Linked DNA regions of Sus scrofa: region 2 is linked to region 1. Evidence: chromatin contacts called from public Hi-C data. All regions are on one chromosome and are shown on one strand. The core of a region is the stretch at or near the end of the contact, and the rest is flanking DNA. Distances in the headings are between cores, read along the strand shown. Region 1 overlaps LDLRAD4 (low-density lipoprotein receptor class A domain-containing protein 4). Region 2 holds the start of LDLRAD4 (low-density lipoprotein receptor class A domain-containing protein 4).

The links. Hi-C and Micro-C count contacts between places; a contact is called where the count stands out from the background.
Region 2: a Hi-C map of fetal liver shows a contact between it and region 1, with 1.9 times the contacts expected there. The contact joins the promoter of LDLRAD4 here to the enhancer-like site in region 1. A contact is called at or near these places in 7 of 47 Hi-C or Micro-C datasets (alveolar macrophages, brain, fetal liver and 3 more) and 1 of 2 datasets of contacts at active chromatin or transcription factors (skeletal muscle).

Annotation. Positions count from the first base shown.
Region 1 is chr6:96,516,019-96,519,514 of Sscrofa11.1, reverse strand. The region is part of intron 2 of LDLRAD4 (low-density lipoprotein receptor class A domain-containing protein 4); the gene reads left to right. Among named protein-coding and RNA genes, the nearest start is that of TRNAD-GUC, 53 kb to the right of the region's middle. Within about 2 kb of position 1,809, at least 7 of the 83 cell types and tissues checked have an H3K27ac peak or open chromatin away from gene starts, as enhancers often do. A contact at or near this core is called in fetal liver, where this site is marked.
Region 2 is chr6:96,576,445-96,579,859 of Sscrofa11.1, reverse strand. It overlaps LDLRAD4 (low-density lipoprotein receptor class A domain-containing protein 4), which reads left to right and starts at 1,698. Exons shown (of 7, transcript XM_021096017.1): 1 at 1,698-1,717.

The DNA.
Region 1 (3,496 bases), core at 560-3,059:
CAAAATTAAGCCCTTCTCAAAATTCTAGGGCGATTTCCTTCTCACATTCTGGGATGGAGTGCTTACTTCGATGATTTGTATAGCATGTTGGCATTTTAAGGGATGTTTGTAGCTAAGAAAAAGGAGGGAGGTGATTTCCTCCGAAGAGTGAAGACTGGTTTTCCAAACCTACCCAGGTCAGTACAAGAGCATGGGCGTGGCCCTGTGCCAGCCGCGTCCCCCGCTGTGGCTGTGGCTGTGCCTGTGTGTGAGAGACTGGAGAAGGTTAATGCCAGACACTCTTTCTGGAAAGGAAACACATTTCAATAGAAGTAATGGAGCTTTTCAAGTTTACCGTGTGCCCGTTTGCGCTCTCAAAGCAAAAGCGTTTACAGATCTTTCTTTAGCGTTTGCTTTGGGACCTGCCTCCTACTCACATGGAGTTAAGTGGGAAACGCCCCCACCCCAAACCTCCATGTTTAAGGGGACAAGAAATCCCCGCAATGGAAAGCATGGCTGAGAGGTGCGACCTGGGACTGTGCCTCCTGAATCTGTCCTGGACTTGAGACTAAAGCCCTTTGTGATACGGGTTTTAGTTAAGTGTCAGGGGCCAGGCATGACGATGACAAGTGGATTCCGGGGAGACATTCAGGCTTGTGGGTCTGCAGATGATATCTGTATGTTTTAGGTCTTTGTGTCCATGTAGAGACAGAGGGGGGAGCCTGAGGAGGTGGCCTTCCTCAGGAGTGGGGCGGGTTGATAGGCTGCCTACCTGAGTGTACCTGGTTCCTCTGTCTGGGCAGAGGGGCTGCCCTGGGGGCTGTGCTGGACATAGGGACAGTGGGTCTAAGCCTTTTGGCTCCGCCCCTGCCTGGGGGTCCTGCTTCTGAGGACCCCTGCCCTCCTGAGTCCTGGAGAGGTATGGTTTTAAGGCCAGCAGGTGCTTTCTTATGGGAAGGGGAGCTTGTCGAGGGTGCGGAGGAGAGGCAGCTGCTTCTCTTCCCACCCACTGCTGTCTGCCCAGCTTCTCTAGGTGGGCACCGGAAACGTGGTGTCCTCGGAGTCGGCCACGCCTCCATCCTAACGAGGCTGTGGCATGTGCTGTGCTCAGCTCAGCTCCTGCCTGTTCCAGGGACCGTGCCCAGAACCATCTCTGATTGTTTGGGTGCAGGTATGTGAGAACTGGCTGTGAGGTGAATGCTCGGGTGACGGCAGCTGTGCATTTATATTATCAACTGCTTTACCCTATGTTGGAAATTAAGATAACTCTGGCTCAGGTCGTCAGTGCTGGAAAGTGAGACACGTGGACAAGGAGAAATCTCGACAAGGCTTTTTATTTCTGTGGAAGGGTACGGCTCTCCAAAAAGTGTGCGTGCTGAACAAGGGACCCTCGCCTATTTATCTCTAACGCAGGTGACCATGGGTCAGGTCAGGGTGCACATTCTTTCCGGTTGGCTAATTGAAACACATTGTTGCTGGGAAAAGAGATAAAAAGAGGAAGGGGGTTGCAGGGGCGTCTCAGCTGAAACTGGAGCAAAATGGAGTAACCAAGATTTCTTTGATAGAAAAGACATTATGCTACTTTCCACACCTAGAATCCCCTCGTTGGATCAGGATTGTTCAGGCAGGCAAAGCAGATGCATTGTGTCCTGCTTTCAGGGGGATCTTGCTGTAGACTTCTGCCTGGAGAGCCTTCTGAGCAGTTCCTGTGGCTGATCACCTCCTGCTGTCAGAGGCGGGTGTGGGGAGGGTGAGCAGGAACTAGCTGAGGCCCGTGTGTTGTCTGCATCTCTGCGTCCTCCATGGCAGCATGCGCCTGGCTGCAGTGGGTGCCTGGCGGGTGTTTGTCCCACAGTGAAGGGGCAGGCTGGGCCGGTGTGTGGCGCTCAGAGTCCAGGCCTCAGGAGGGGCCAGAGAGAAGGTTTCTACCCACCGCCACCCCCCCCCACCGCCCCCGGTTTATAAATGCTGCCTGTTTGGTCCCCTTCCTGGAGATTCTTAGTGTGTCTCTGGTATGTTAGAAGCTTGGCAGCAAAGAAGAGTATAGTGTTTAATGCAGAATTTCCTAAACTTGCCGAGAACCCTCTTCCTATGGCTCTGTTAAGCAGATGCAGAGGGGTAGCGACGTGGTGGGGGTCAGGGTATGGGTGGTGGGTTGGCCTGGAAGCAGGGCTCAGAGCCCACACTCTGCAGGTCAGCTGGTGGCTCTGCGTGCCTGGCAGGAATGGGAGCCCAGGGCCCTGTGCACCCTCCAGCTGAGCTCACGGGGGAGGGGGGAGGACACACACACACACACACACACACACACACACGCATCTTGTCCTTAGTGGGCAAGGCAGGGCTTGAATCCACCCTGTTTCTGTGCCTGCTCTTCTCTTCAGCAGTGTAAGCTTCTTGAGGGTAGGACTCTAATCCACTCTAAAACTGTGCTCTTGCTGCCCACACAGCCGCAGAGTTATGGTAGTGGCTCCGTGTAGATTGTTTCTCCACAGGTCTGAGATGCACCACCAGGAGAGCAGCAGGCCGGTCCCCTGGTCAGCCACACAGCTGCTGGGCTCAGCAAGGCCGCTGGCATCCCCTGGCACCACTGCTGTCTCTGGGACCCTGGGCCCGGCCCCTAGTCTCTCTCCACGTGCCCCTCCAGATAAGTACTTATACATGTGATTACGTTTAGAAGCTGAAGCATTTGAATAAAAATCAGATGCTTTTGCCTAGCCCTGGAATAAAGGCTGTAGTTATTTTAACAACAACAGCAAAGATCCTGCAGTCTTCAGCTATTTCTAGAAGTAGACTGGTAATTAGCATGCCATTTGTAATTCAGTGCCGGGCTCTCGGCTGTTTGTTTCCTTGTTCCAATGCAACCCAGTTTGGGAGACTGGATTTATTTCATTTGGAAATGCGATTTTGTGGAGACCTCTAAAATGCCATCAGGAGATGAATGGTTTTCTGGAGCGGGCTCCCAGCGGCCCTGTGGAGGGGAGTGACAGCTCGCTTGGACAGTATTGCCTTTCCAAGAAAACCATTAGAATCAACTGCGTCTGGATGGTTTGATGCCACTTGAGAAGAACAGGTAATTTGGAGACACATTCAAGAGGCTTATGTTGCTTTACTTGTCACAGTGTTGGTCACCATTGGTGTTCGAGGAGGCCAAATGCAGATGAGCGCCTTTCAGGAATTTGGGCTGCCTGAGTTGGAACCGAACATGACCCTGGGGGGTTCCTGGACGCAAAAGCCTTTCTGTGTCCCCACTTACTGTTTTTAGGACATGGGCCTCATTCAGCCACCACAACCTTCCCTGAGTTCCTAGGGGCAGGTCCAGACAGTTGCTGATCAGTGAAGGGAGGGGATGCAGAGCTCAGGGAGGAGCAGTCAAGAGCAGCTTAGAGTCCTTCCTTGTCCTTCTCCTGACTTAGTTACACCCTGAATACAATCCCCTGTAAGGTAAAGATTAGGCAGCCTGAGCACAGTTGCCTGTGGGTTAAAGATGATTAGCACATGATGTTTTTCAGGAACTTTT
Region 2 (3,415 bases), core at 449-2,948, 60 kb before region 1:
GTGAAGGAGAGGTTACTGATGGTCAGTAAGCCGAAATGTTGTGCTGGATTTGACAGAGAGCGAAGGTACATGGAAATGCCTCCGGCTCTGTCACTACTGTGATGAGTGTTTGTGCAGGGGTGGTGGGGGTGGCAGGGGAAAGCTGACATGAGAACAAACATGAGGACAGACGGAGGGGCAGGGGGGCTTCTTCCCGGGGTTCTTTTCCAGAAATAGGAACAGAAACCTGCAGTTTCTAGTTATAAATGAGGACAACGAATGACAACAACAGAAATTGGAATGTATGAATACGAGTCATTACAAATGGTAAAATGGATGCGATGATTTAAAATTAGGTCTCTCGGAGTTCCCATCATGGCACAGTGGTTGATGAATCTGACTAGTAACGATGGGGTTGCGGGTTCAATCCCTGGCCTTGCTCAGTGGGTTAAGGATCCGGCGTTGCCGTGAGCTGTGGTGTAGGTCTCAGATGTGGCTCAGATCCCGAGTTGCTGTGGCTGTGGCGGAACCTGGCGGCTACAGCTCTGATTAGACCCCTAGTCTAGGAACCTCCACATGCCATGGGTGTGGCCCTAGAAAAGGCAAAAAGACCAAAAAAAAAAAAAAATTAAAATAAGGTCTCCATTGAAGAGGGTTAAACCACACATGAGGAAATTATTTACAAGTGAAATAGAAAGCAAACTGTTTCCTGTTCTTGAAAGGAGCATTTTCTTCACTGGCCATGGGCAGTTTCAAGGTTAGAAGGAAAAAGCCATTTCTATTCTGATCTCGGGAGGGGGAAGAACAGTTCCTTCAACCTGTGGCTGCTATTCCTGTGGCACATGAATCATCACTGCACAAGTGGATGCTTGTCAGGCTCAGGTGACCCGTGCTGAGCACCTGCCAGCTTATTGCTCCCTTAAAGACACGCTCCTGGTGGGCAGAATCACAGCTGTCCCAGGAGTCCAGACACGCCTCTGTCCCTTGCTGAGGCCAGGTGGACTGCAGGCATGTCAGCGCTGCCTCACGCAGGCAGGTGGCAGTGTGGGCCAACTCCAGCTTCCTGTGCCGCCACTTAGGACTGCCAAACCCATCTCTGTAGTCTGGGGACTTAATCTTTCATGGCCTCGATTTTCTCATCTGTTAAACGGGAGAGTAATAGCTGCCACCGTCATTCTGAGCATTGCATTAGATACTGTCTGTAAAGGACTTAGCACAAGGCTTGGCTCCAGGCTTTCAGTAAGTGGTAGTTAGCATTGTATTACCTATAAGGACTCATCAAATCCGACGGAGCAGTTATCTTCACAGTTTCAGAGACCTGGGGACACTTTAAGGGAAGTTGAATTAGGCCAACATTTCACATACAAACAAGTTATTGACAAATTAAAGTAGATTACAAAAGATCATTTTCTCTGATACTATGGAAGTATGAGCTGGTCAGCTCTGGGTGGAGGTGTGAAAATCAGCTGCTTTAATTAGCTGCACCTCTGTTAGACTCTCCCTGAATCGCCAGGTTGGTATATTTTAGTGTGTCTGTCTGCTGGGGTCTTAATGTTGGCAGGGACACCTGTCTAATTGCGTGGCTGTAATACAGCTGGGTTAGAATGTCTGTACACCACGCAGTTACCAGCCCTATGGTCAGGTTGGCGGATGTGCGCGCTAGTATTTCTGACAACACGCTCATTGTCCGCTCTCAAGGGGACTTGGTGTCTGAACCCGCCTTCAGAGGAAGACAGAGGTGAGTCCTCCACGGAGAACGGGTCGCAGCGGGAAGAATCCAGCTGACCTTCCCACCTGGAGCCATTTCCCGTATAAAGGGCCGGGATCCTAAGGGGCTGATTGGGGGGGGTGCAGTCCTACTGTGCGTCTCGGGCGGTGCCGGAAGGCCGGTTGCCTGGGGCACTCGCAGCCGCGTGGTACTTGCGCGCAGACCCCCTCCCCGCCAGCCCTGCAGCGCCCCAGCCGCTGTCTCCCGGCTCCTGGATGGAGTTCCCCGTCCGGCCGGCGGTGGGCGCGCGCCCCGCAAGGCCCGAGCCGCGGCTTGTGCGCAGCCGGGGGTCCCGCGGCCTGGGCGCCCGCTCGCCCCGCTCGGTGCCCGCGGCCCACGGAGGTCGGCGGGGCCCGCGCGGGGTCCTGCCGGCCCACTCCGCCCCGCCCCGCCCGGCCGCCGCCGGTCCCGCTCGGAGGGGGATGGGGAGGGCGGAGAGACCGGCGGATTGCGAGGCAGGCGCTGCCGCGGCGAGCGGGCCGCCTGGAGACAGACGGCGCGGAGGCGGAGGCTGTACCCGCCGCACCGTCTCGCTTCCCCGCCCGGTGCTGCGAGCTGGCCGGCCGGGCCGGGGATCCCCTGCGAGCCGGCAAGAAGCCGCCGCCGTCACACCGGCTGCGCGTCCAGGGAGACTGGAAGGGGGCGGAAAGCGCGGGGAGCTCGGTCCGATCCCGGCCCTTAAAGCCGCCTGGCCGCGCCCCGCCACCCCCGCGCCACCGGCCGCTCGGGGGGCGCCGGCTGCCAGCGCTCCTGAACCGCAGACGCAGGTGAGTGCGACCCTGTGCTGCGGCGCTCGCGGCGTCGGGCCAAGTTCCGCGCCGCGCGGGCCAGGGGTGCGGGCGGGGGGGACAGGACGTCCGCGTATGGGCGCCGTCGGCAGGCCGCCCGCCCGAGAGTCGGGTCAGGGTGCGGGGTGGGCACGGCGGCGTCCCGGGCGCTCCTTGGGGGCGGGCGCCGCCCCCACAGCGTTGCCTGTTTCTCGGTGCCCCACGCGGTTTTGCCCCCCGCGGTTGTGCGCCGCCGCGGGTCGGGGACGCGCTGGGCGGGCAGATTGTGCGGGACCTGTCTGAGTTTGCGGGGAGGGAAGGGCGGAGGGGAGTACGCTGGACCTCGCGTCCCCCGGCACCCCGCGCACAGAGTCGGGCGTGGGCGGCAGGGAGCTCTCGGCGTTAGCTGGGAAGTCGTCGTCCCCGCGCCGCTGGCTCTCAGGCTGCGCCCCGAGCCCGCAGGAAGCGGGCGTGTACAGAATTTCTGTGACCCTCGCGGCGGAATAAACAGGAAGCGACGAGCACCCAGCCGGGCCGCCCCTGCCTGCCTTTGTTGTGCGGTCTGCCCGGCGCTGCCCTGAGGACACTTCTCGGACCCTCGCCGGCCGCCCCGGGTCTGGATTCGCCCGGTAAGTGCGCCGCGGGAGACCTGGGCTCGGTGCTGAGCAGCTAGCAGTGCCGGCCCCCACGGCATTGGCTTGTTTTCAAACTTTTTTTTTTTTTTTTTTTTTTTTTTTTTAACTGGAAAAGGAGGAGGACGGGGACCGTGGCGGGTGGGTGGCACCTGGAGAGGGCAGGTGGGCCGGGCCGCTTCCCGGGTGAGCGCGCGCGCGGGTTGGCACAGCCGGAAACTCACAACACGCAGGCACCCTGGCAGGCGCAGAAGTGACTACTGAGTGCG